Regions from separate parts of the Mus musculus genome. Here region 1 is linked to region 2. Evidence: chromatin contacts called from public Micro-C data. All regions are on one chromosome and are shown on one strand. The core of a region is the stretch at or near the end of the contact, and the rest is flanking DNA. Distances in the headings are between cores, read along the strand shown.

Region 1 (4,237 bases), core at 1,737-4,236, 41 kb after region 2:
GGCTAACCTAATATAGAGAATCCCTCATAGGCATGTCTGGAAGCTAACTGTCTTAGTTAGGGTTTTACTGCTGTGAGCAGGCACCATGACCAAGGCAACTCTTATAAGGACATTTAATTGGGGTTGGCTTACAGGTTCAGAGGTTCAGTCCATTATCATCAAGGCAGGAGCATGGCAGCATCCAGGCAGGTGTGGTGCAGGAGGAACCGAGAGTTCTACAACTTCATCTAAAGGCTGCCAGCAGAATACTGGCTTCCAGGTAGCTAGAGTGAGGGTCTTAAACCCATGCCCACAGTGACACACCTAGTCCATCAGGGCCACACCTTCTAATAGTGCCACTTCCTGGGCCGAGCTACACTAACCTAATCTAGATAATCCCTCAGAGACACATCAGAAGCTAACCTAATATAATCCTTTATAGGCTAACTTAATCTAGATAATCCTTCATAGACTTGTCCAGAGGCTAACCCTAGCTACATAATCCCTTAGAGATGTGTCCAGCGGTTGACCTAATCTAGTTAAAACTTCATATACAAATCAGAGGCTAACCTGATTTAGGTAATCCCTTGCAGCCAAGTTAGGCTTATCTTCTAGGTAATTCTAGGCCCTGTCCAATTGACAATGCTAACCATCACAGTTGCCAAGGAACCTTTCTTTCTTCCAGTAAATGAGAGCATTTACCTATGATTACAGTGGCTATCGTAAGACCACGGGACACAACTGTGGTACCCGGAAGTTAAGACACATTTTAATGATCTTATTTGTTAGAGTCCTAGAAAACTGCAGGTTTATAGCTGGGAAAGGAGAAAGTCCACAGCTGTAATAAATTTAGGCTTTAAACATGGCTTATTGGGATTTTAACATTTTTATCTGAAATAACTCTGTTGTCATGATGCATGATTTTAAACACACACCACTCAGGAGGAAAGGGCAGGTAGATCTCTGTAAGCTGGAGGCTAGCCTGAGCTACATACTTGTCTTAAAAACTAACGAAGAGACATCTTATTCAGCGGTACTAACAATAGCCTGGGAGAATTAAAATATGAAGTTAGTGTTAAGCTATGACATTAAAGCCAGCAAGTTAGTAATACTAGATAAAGGACTGTGCATAACGAGGTAAATCATGTGTCAAGTTTTTTAAAAAGAATAAACAGTAGCTGGAAAGATGGCTCAATGGATAAGAGCAAACATTGCTGTTGCAGAAGCCCAGAGTTTGATTCCCAGCACCCAACCCTTTATGAATAGCTTGCAACCACCTGAGCTCCAGGGTATCTGATGCTGCCTTGGGACCTCTGAGGGCACCTGCAGGCATGTGCACAAACCACTCCCCCTCCCCCAACACACACATAAAAATGCACACAAGTAAAAATAAATTGCCAGGTGGTGGTGGCAAATGCCTTTAATCCTAACACTTAAGAGGCAGAGGCAAGAGGATCTCTATGAGTTCAAGGCCAGCCTGGTCTAGAGAGTGAGTTCCAGGATAGCCAGGGCTACATAGAGAGACTCTGTTTTGAACATAAATAAATAAAAGTAAAAAATTGAAGATGGAGACATGACTCAGTGGTTAAGAGCACTGACAGCTCTTCTAGAGGTCCTGGGTTCACTTTCTTGCACCCACACTGGAGAGCTCACATAGGTCTGTAACTTTGATTGCACAGATCAAACACCCTCTTCTGGCCTTCAAAGGCACACGCGTCCACATGGTACACAAACAGATAGGCAGGCACATACTTATAAATAAAATAAAAATAAGAAATAAACTATAAGTAAACAAATGTACAGAAAGCAGAGCTGACCTACAGTAAAATTTTGTTTGAATTTTTTTTCTTTTTCCTCTTTTTTAAAGATTTATTTATTTTATTTAGGTGAGTACACGGTAGCTGCCTTCAGATGCACCAGAAGAGGACATCAGATCCCATTACAGATGGTTGTGAGCCACCATGTGGTTGCTGGGAATTGAACTCAGGACCTCTGGAAGTGCAGTCAGTGAGCCATCCTCCAGCCCAAGAATTTTCTTGGATGAACTTTTTTTTTTTAACCAACCTCTACAGACTCTCAATTTAGGATTTTCAAGTTCCTATTGCTATCCACTTCTTTCAGAGGTCCCAGTGTACATCATTTGACTCCATTGCTTTGGGATTATGGCACCACAGTGCACCATGTGGTGGAGGGTTGTTCACTCCAAGGTCGGGATGGAAAGAGAGACAAAAAGGGACCAGGATCACAATATCCCTTCAAAGGGTATACTCCAGGGACCTAACATCATAGTAGGACTTGCTTCCAAAGTAATTATAAGCAGAGTTTTAATTAAAAGGCTATTCATAAATACAAACTACTAATGATTAAAAAAAAAAAAAAAAGCCAGGTGGTGGTGGCACACATAGATGGATCTCCGTGAGTTTGAGGCCAGCCTAGTCTACAGTCAGGACTACACAGAGAAACCCTGTCTTGAAAACACATACGCACACACACACAGAATTTAATGATGTTGACATTTCTTTACCTTAGTCATTTGAATTTCATTTTCTTTGGCCTGTGCCCTTTGCTAATTTCAATAAAATATGTTAGAATTGAACAGGGTCTCTATTTTATTTTATAGATATTTTATTTTATAGATGTGGTCTCATGTATCACAGGTCGGCCTCCACTTGCTATACAGCCAAGAAAGACCCTGAACTTCTGACAGAGTTGTATTAATGTGCCTAGGTAACGCAGTGCTGGCCCTAAAACAGATAACAGAAGACACAGGGGTTGAGTAATTTGTAGCCACATCACTCCTTGGGATGCTATCCAGATCTTCTGACTCTAAACTAGAGATTCACCTAAATTATATTCTATCCCCTCCAGGGTAGCCTGCCTAAACGGTATCCTCCTTCCATGTCCATCAACTGAACATTTTAAGTAATTTTAGTAAGCAGTTTGAGCTAAGCGCATGCGGTCCTTCCTCTTCGCACGATTGGACGGTTGCGTCTCTTTTGGCCCCAGGGACTCGCCGTCGTCCGGCTGCGGGTGATCGCTAGTTGAGGTGATGGCGACTGGGACGCCGGATTCGCAAGCCCGATTTGGTCAGTCCGTGAAGGGGCTTCTCACGGAGAAGGTGAACACCTGTGGCACCGATGTAATCGCGCTCACCAAGCAGGTGCTGAAAGGCTCGCGGAGCTCCGAGGTGAGCGGGGCGTGGGCTCCCCGGGCCCAGTCCTCCTCCCAGCGCTGGCTCCGGGAGAGGCGGCGCATTGCATCCTGGGGAGTGTAGGCTTTTGGCCCAGGCGCGTGTTGCATTCTGGGTGAGTTTCTTCAGTTTAGGTTGAATGCTTGTAGTTGGAAGAGATGATGGGTGGGAAGGGGAGAAGCACAGGCGGGCAGATGAGCTGCGGCTCCTACACAGTGCCTGTTTGTGTTCATGGGCGTCTGTAGTGAACATCAGTCGCTTTTCGAATCTCGGCTTGGCGATGGCCTCAACTTCCAAGATTTCTTACACCTCTCTCTTTGTGGGTTTATTCTTTATATTTCTGGCCAAGCTCTTCACTGTTTCCTAGACAAGCTTTTTCTTTTGCCCTACCATCTCCTCCCCCTTTCTCCATCCTCCATCCGATTCTATGAATGGAATGATTTGATGACACGTACACGCTGCTTGTTGAGGTCGTTATCTGCCCTAGAGAAACCGTGTGCCCACACAAAGACACGTACATGTTCATACACTTTTCCTCATGAGACAACTCACACGCTCATGGACAGGTAAACGGGCATATGAGATGCAATGACCTCGTCTTTGGTATGTATTTACTAATGGAAAATTAAACGTATGGCGGTGCCTAATGGGCACACCTTAGTCTGAGCTCTCAAGAGACCTGGGATACAGAAGGGACTGCTTAGAAAACTTCCAATTTCACCTTCCTTAGTAACCCCTACCTTAGTAACCCTTCGGCAAGTGGTTACCGTTTCCAACTTAGTTTTCATAGGAACGGCACCTGCTTTCCTATGTAGTTGCAATAATGACACACTATGTTCTCAGGCCTTTGGATCTGTGCATGGATGTTCACAACATCTGACTTATATTACTTTAAACCTGCAGTGTAGCAAGAGCTGGCTTTCACTGACAGTGGCTGCAAAACAAAATAAAAATCCCATTACAAGAAGTGCTCGCCCTTACTGTATAACAGCTGTTGACATTGCTGACCTGATGATCTCTGGTGACATGTTTTGCATGTGGTCCCATCTGACACGTTGCTTTTAGGAA
Region 2 (4,032 bases), core at 54-2,553:
AAATAGGAGTTGCCTGATTTTTCCCCAGAATTTTGCCAAGAACAGAACCTAGAGGCAGACCCTGGACTTGATCCTAACCCACGTTTTTTATGGAATAATTCTAGAGGAGGGGTCAAAGGAGGGTTTCAAGGAAATCCGTCCCATCTGTGCTTATGCCTGTAAATTCAACAGCTATAACAACAAGCCAGAGACAGCACGGTACACGGACAGTCACGGCGGGGAGTGTTCCACGTGTGTGTTAACTTGGGTGAGACCATTGTTCTCCCCGTCTTACATACACGGGGAATAGCAACAGAATCCCAAAGATCACGGGTTATCTGGAGTTTGAACCTGCGTAGCCGTGGTCACCCTATAGGCAAGTTTGTCGCCTTATAGTTCAGATGACACTATAAAAATTCGTTTTCCAAATTCAAAGATTTTTAAACAGCATCAGGGCAGGAGTTCCTGATGGGAACTGTCGGGGCCATGGGAACAAGGGGGGCTAAGTCTCTGCAGTGTGAGCCTGCTCCCTGGTGGGGAGTTTCTTGCCAGCCGAGGAGTGACATTTTCCCAAGTCTGTCCTGAACTCTAGGGCACATGACTCAGTTCCTACATGGGACTGTGATTGTTTTTAAAAACATGTTTTTCATTTAGCTTAGCATGACAAATGCTCCACACCACGAGGTCATAACTTGGGCGGGAAGTGTGGTGGGCGTTATCTAGGTTGGTGTGTGTGTGTTTGGGGAACATAAGAGTAGAGAATTGCCCCAAGTTTGAGGCCAGCCACAGTTGTATAGCAACACCTGTCTCAAAGACAAAAATAATAGAACCTATCTCTGTATTTCTGAAATGTAGCTAAAATATTAAAATTTGGTCCAACCTCACTGAGACTAATCAATACCCCACCCCTGCTCACAGCCAGTTTATAGCCTTGCCTGGCATAATTCCCGGGACAGCCCCGTTTGTGTAGGCCATATCAGACTGTCATCTGTCTGCCTTCCCACCAGACGGGACCAGGTTGTTGTCCGTTTTCCCATCCCTAGATTGACACCCAGTGTGCTACAAGACCTTGTATTTTTCCTTGTGTAGATCCACACAGATGACTCTCCTGTGGTCTTATGTTTGAGACTGAGAGGTGCTTACCCAGTTAGAGTCACATGTGACATCACACAGCTGGTGTGCAGTAGAGAAGGTTTTCCTTCTCATATCAAGTGGGAGAATGTGGGCCAGGGCATGGGAACGTCTTCCGGGCACTTTCGGGCATGCACGTGCGTCCCAGCATGCACGAGGCCCTGGATTTTGCGGCCTGCTGTTCTTCCTCATTTGTCGAATTTGTGGTTTTTGAAAAAACAGGAAGCCTTTCCTACGGTACTTGAGCGAAGTGGACCTCAGTCTTGTTTTAGGTGAAGAATCTCTTTAAGCTTGCTCGCTCCTGAGTTCTAGGAGACGGTTTCGGTGGTAACTTCTGATCCGGACTGTCCTGGTGGCAGGAGAGACTCAACTCCACTAAGTTGTCCTCTGACTTTATACATGTACTGTGTGTGAGCACAGAATAAACAACAGTGAGAACAATTCCTGATAAATCCTTAGATCGCACATGGAAAACCCTGTAGTGCGTACTGTGGCAGTCAGGATGGGCTAGGTTTTGCTGCAGGAACAAACATGTCCAGAATCCTAGCAGCCGAAACCAACGGGCTTCTTCCTCACTTTTGCTGTGTCCGATGAAGGTGGAATGGGGGCTTTGTTACCACGGGGGCATGTCTCATAGTCTAGAGCCAGAAATGACTGTCTGGAATACCAGTGGGGGCTGATGGAAGGTTTCACACAAGAAGCATGCTTGTCACTAAACGACACGCTGCTTTTAAGTTCTGTCAATAGGTAGCTTTAGTTAGCCTCCCCCAAGCATATAGAGGCCAGGAAGTTCAGACCTACCCATGCACCCAAAGCGAGAGAATCAGGAATTTTTGGTGTACATGAAAGCAGCACGTGGCGTTTCTCTTGTCTGACACGGCAGGGTTTCCCTATACAGCTCAGGTTGATTCTGAGCTCTGGAGGTCTTGCCTCTGTCCTGCAGGCCTGTGTCATTACAGCTGGCTGAGATTTTCTTTACGTAACAGTTATGTTTAAAGCAATAGCTGAGAATAGTGCCTTGGATCACATATATTAGAGCACAGAAAATACAGAGAATGAGGAAATACTGGGGAAATGATTCAAGAAAAAAAATAACATTAATGTTGATTTTCTAGAGAAGGAAGGGATATACTTTTCATGTTGACCTGTAAGGTGGGGGTGAAGAACAAGAGCAGAGAGCTTCGGGGTGTCTGCTCACTTAGCAATTATGAAGTACCAAGTTGAATCCCCAGGGGCACAGTGATGGCCTAGAGAGATTGCTCAGTTACTGAGAACACTGCTCTTGCAGTACTGGGGTTGAGGTCACAGCTGTAACTCCTGCTCCTGGGGACCCAGTGCCCCCTTGTATGTCAGTGAAATCTCAGTAGGTAAAGGTGCAAGGTTCCAGGGCTGGAGGCCTAGGACTGACGCCCCAAAGCCACACACATTCGCATGCACGCGAGTGTACCCAGACACACACGCAGAAGCTACACCTCTGTCTGCATATCCATAGCTATATAATAATTTAAAAACACAAATGTAATCCCAGTATTTGGGATGTAGAGACGGAAGTATGGCCAACTTGGGCTGTGACCCTGTCTCAAAACAAACGCAACAATAAGCAGACAGAGAGCAAAAATCTCTCTTCTCAGTCAATAGCAGCTAAGAAGTCCTTTCTACTATAAAGAAGTATGCACACATTTGGGAAAACAAACTAGGATCAGAAAGCTGTTTTTCCGCCAGAGCGGCTTCCAGATGCCCACCCTCAGGCCCGCACACTCCTTTATTTTTGTTCATAGAGCCTGTATTTTATTACTTCATTTCATTTCCAGGTTTGTGGTGCTAGGGACCTAGAAGCCACCTCACCCATGCCAAGCAGGCATGAGTTCTACTGCCAAACTTCACCCCAATTCTAAGTGTGTGTGTGTGTGTGTGTGTGTGTGTGTGTGTGGTTGTGTGCACATGAGTGTGGGTTCTCCAGGAGCTAGAATTACAGGCAGTTGTGGAGTTACGGGCAATGTGGGTCCTTGGAACCGAACTTGGGTCTTTTAAAAGAGTAGCAAGTCCTTTCTCCTGAGTTACTCTAGCATAACCACTGCCACAGCCGCCACCTCCCTTTTTAAAAAAATAAGCATCTCTCAATGTATCTCAGGCTAGTCTCATGAATGCTTGAATTATATGTGTGCACCAACACAAACACACACACATACACAGAGAGAGGCTACTATTTTAAATTTATCATTTGGAAAAAAAAAAAAAAAGCCAGCTGGGAGGTGGTGATGCACGCCTTTAATCGTAGCACTCGGGAGACAAAGGCAGGTGGGTGTCTGAGTTGGAGGCCAGCCTGGTGTACAGAGTGAATTCTAGGACAGCCAGGGCTACACAGGAGAAACCTAAGAAAAGAAAAAAAAGAGGCCAGTAAAAATAAAATTAGTCATGGGTAATTTTTTTAAAGATTTATTTATTTATTTATTTTATGTATATGAGTACACTGTCTCTGTCTTCAGACACCCCAGAAGAGAGCATCAGATCCCATTACAGATGGTTGTGAGCCACCATGTGGTTGCTGGGAATTGAACTCAGGACCTCTAGAAGAGCAGTCAGTGCTCTTACCCGCTGAGCCATCTCTCCAGCCCCTAGTCAAGGGTACTTTTAAAATTGAATTTTTTTCTCTAATTTCATAACTAAAAAGAATAAAACAATTGGGAAAAAAAAGAAAACAAAACAGAACCTAGGTTCTGTTCCTTTCCTAACCCTACATGGACTCTCACACTCATGCATGTGTAACTGTGGTTCCAGGAGAGCCCGCGCCCTCTGAACGCCGGGCCACCAGCACAGACGCGCACACACATACATTCTTTTTTTTTTTTTTTTTTAAAGATTTATTTATTTATTTATTTATTTATTTATTATATGTAAGTACACTGTAGCTGTCTTCAGACA

The links. A called contact is a pair of places that touch in the nucleus more often than the background predicts.
Region 1: a Micro-C map of muscle stem cells shows a contact between it and region 2, with 2.1 times the contacts expected there. The contact joins the promoter of Borcs7 here to the enhancer-like site in region 2. A contact is called at or near these places in 3 of 39 promoter capture datasets (cranial neural crest, macrophages and maxillary cranial neural crest), 1 of 484 Hi-C or Micro-C datasets (muscle stem cells), 7 of 115 datasets of contacts at active chromatin or transcription factors (bone marrow-derived macrophages, effector CD8 T cells, embryonic fibroblasts and 2 more) and 1 of 9 other capture datasets (adipose tissue).

Annotation. Positions count from the first base shown.
Region 1 is chr19:46,686,920-46,691,156 of GRCm38.p6, forward strand. It overlaps Borcs7 (BLOC-1 related complex subunit 7), which reads left to right and starts at 2,987. Exons shown (of 5, transcript NM_025563.3): 1 at 2,987-3,166. The coding sequence starts at 3,029.
Region 2 is chr19:46,647,513-46,651,544 of GRCm38.p6, forward strand. The region is part of intron 3 of Wbp1l (WW domain binding protein 1 like); the gene reads left to right. Among named protein-coding and RNA genes, the nearest start is that of Gm36602, 17 kb to the right of the region's middle. Within about 2 kb of position 1,304, at least 35 of the 459 cell types and tissues checked have an H3K27ac peak or open chromatin away from gene starts, as enhancers often do. A contact at or near this core is called in adipose tissue, bone marrow-derived macrophages and muscle stem cells, where this site is marked.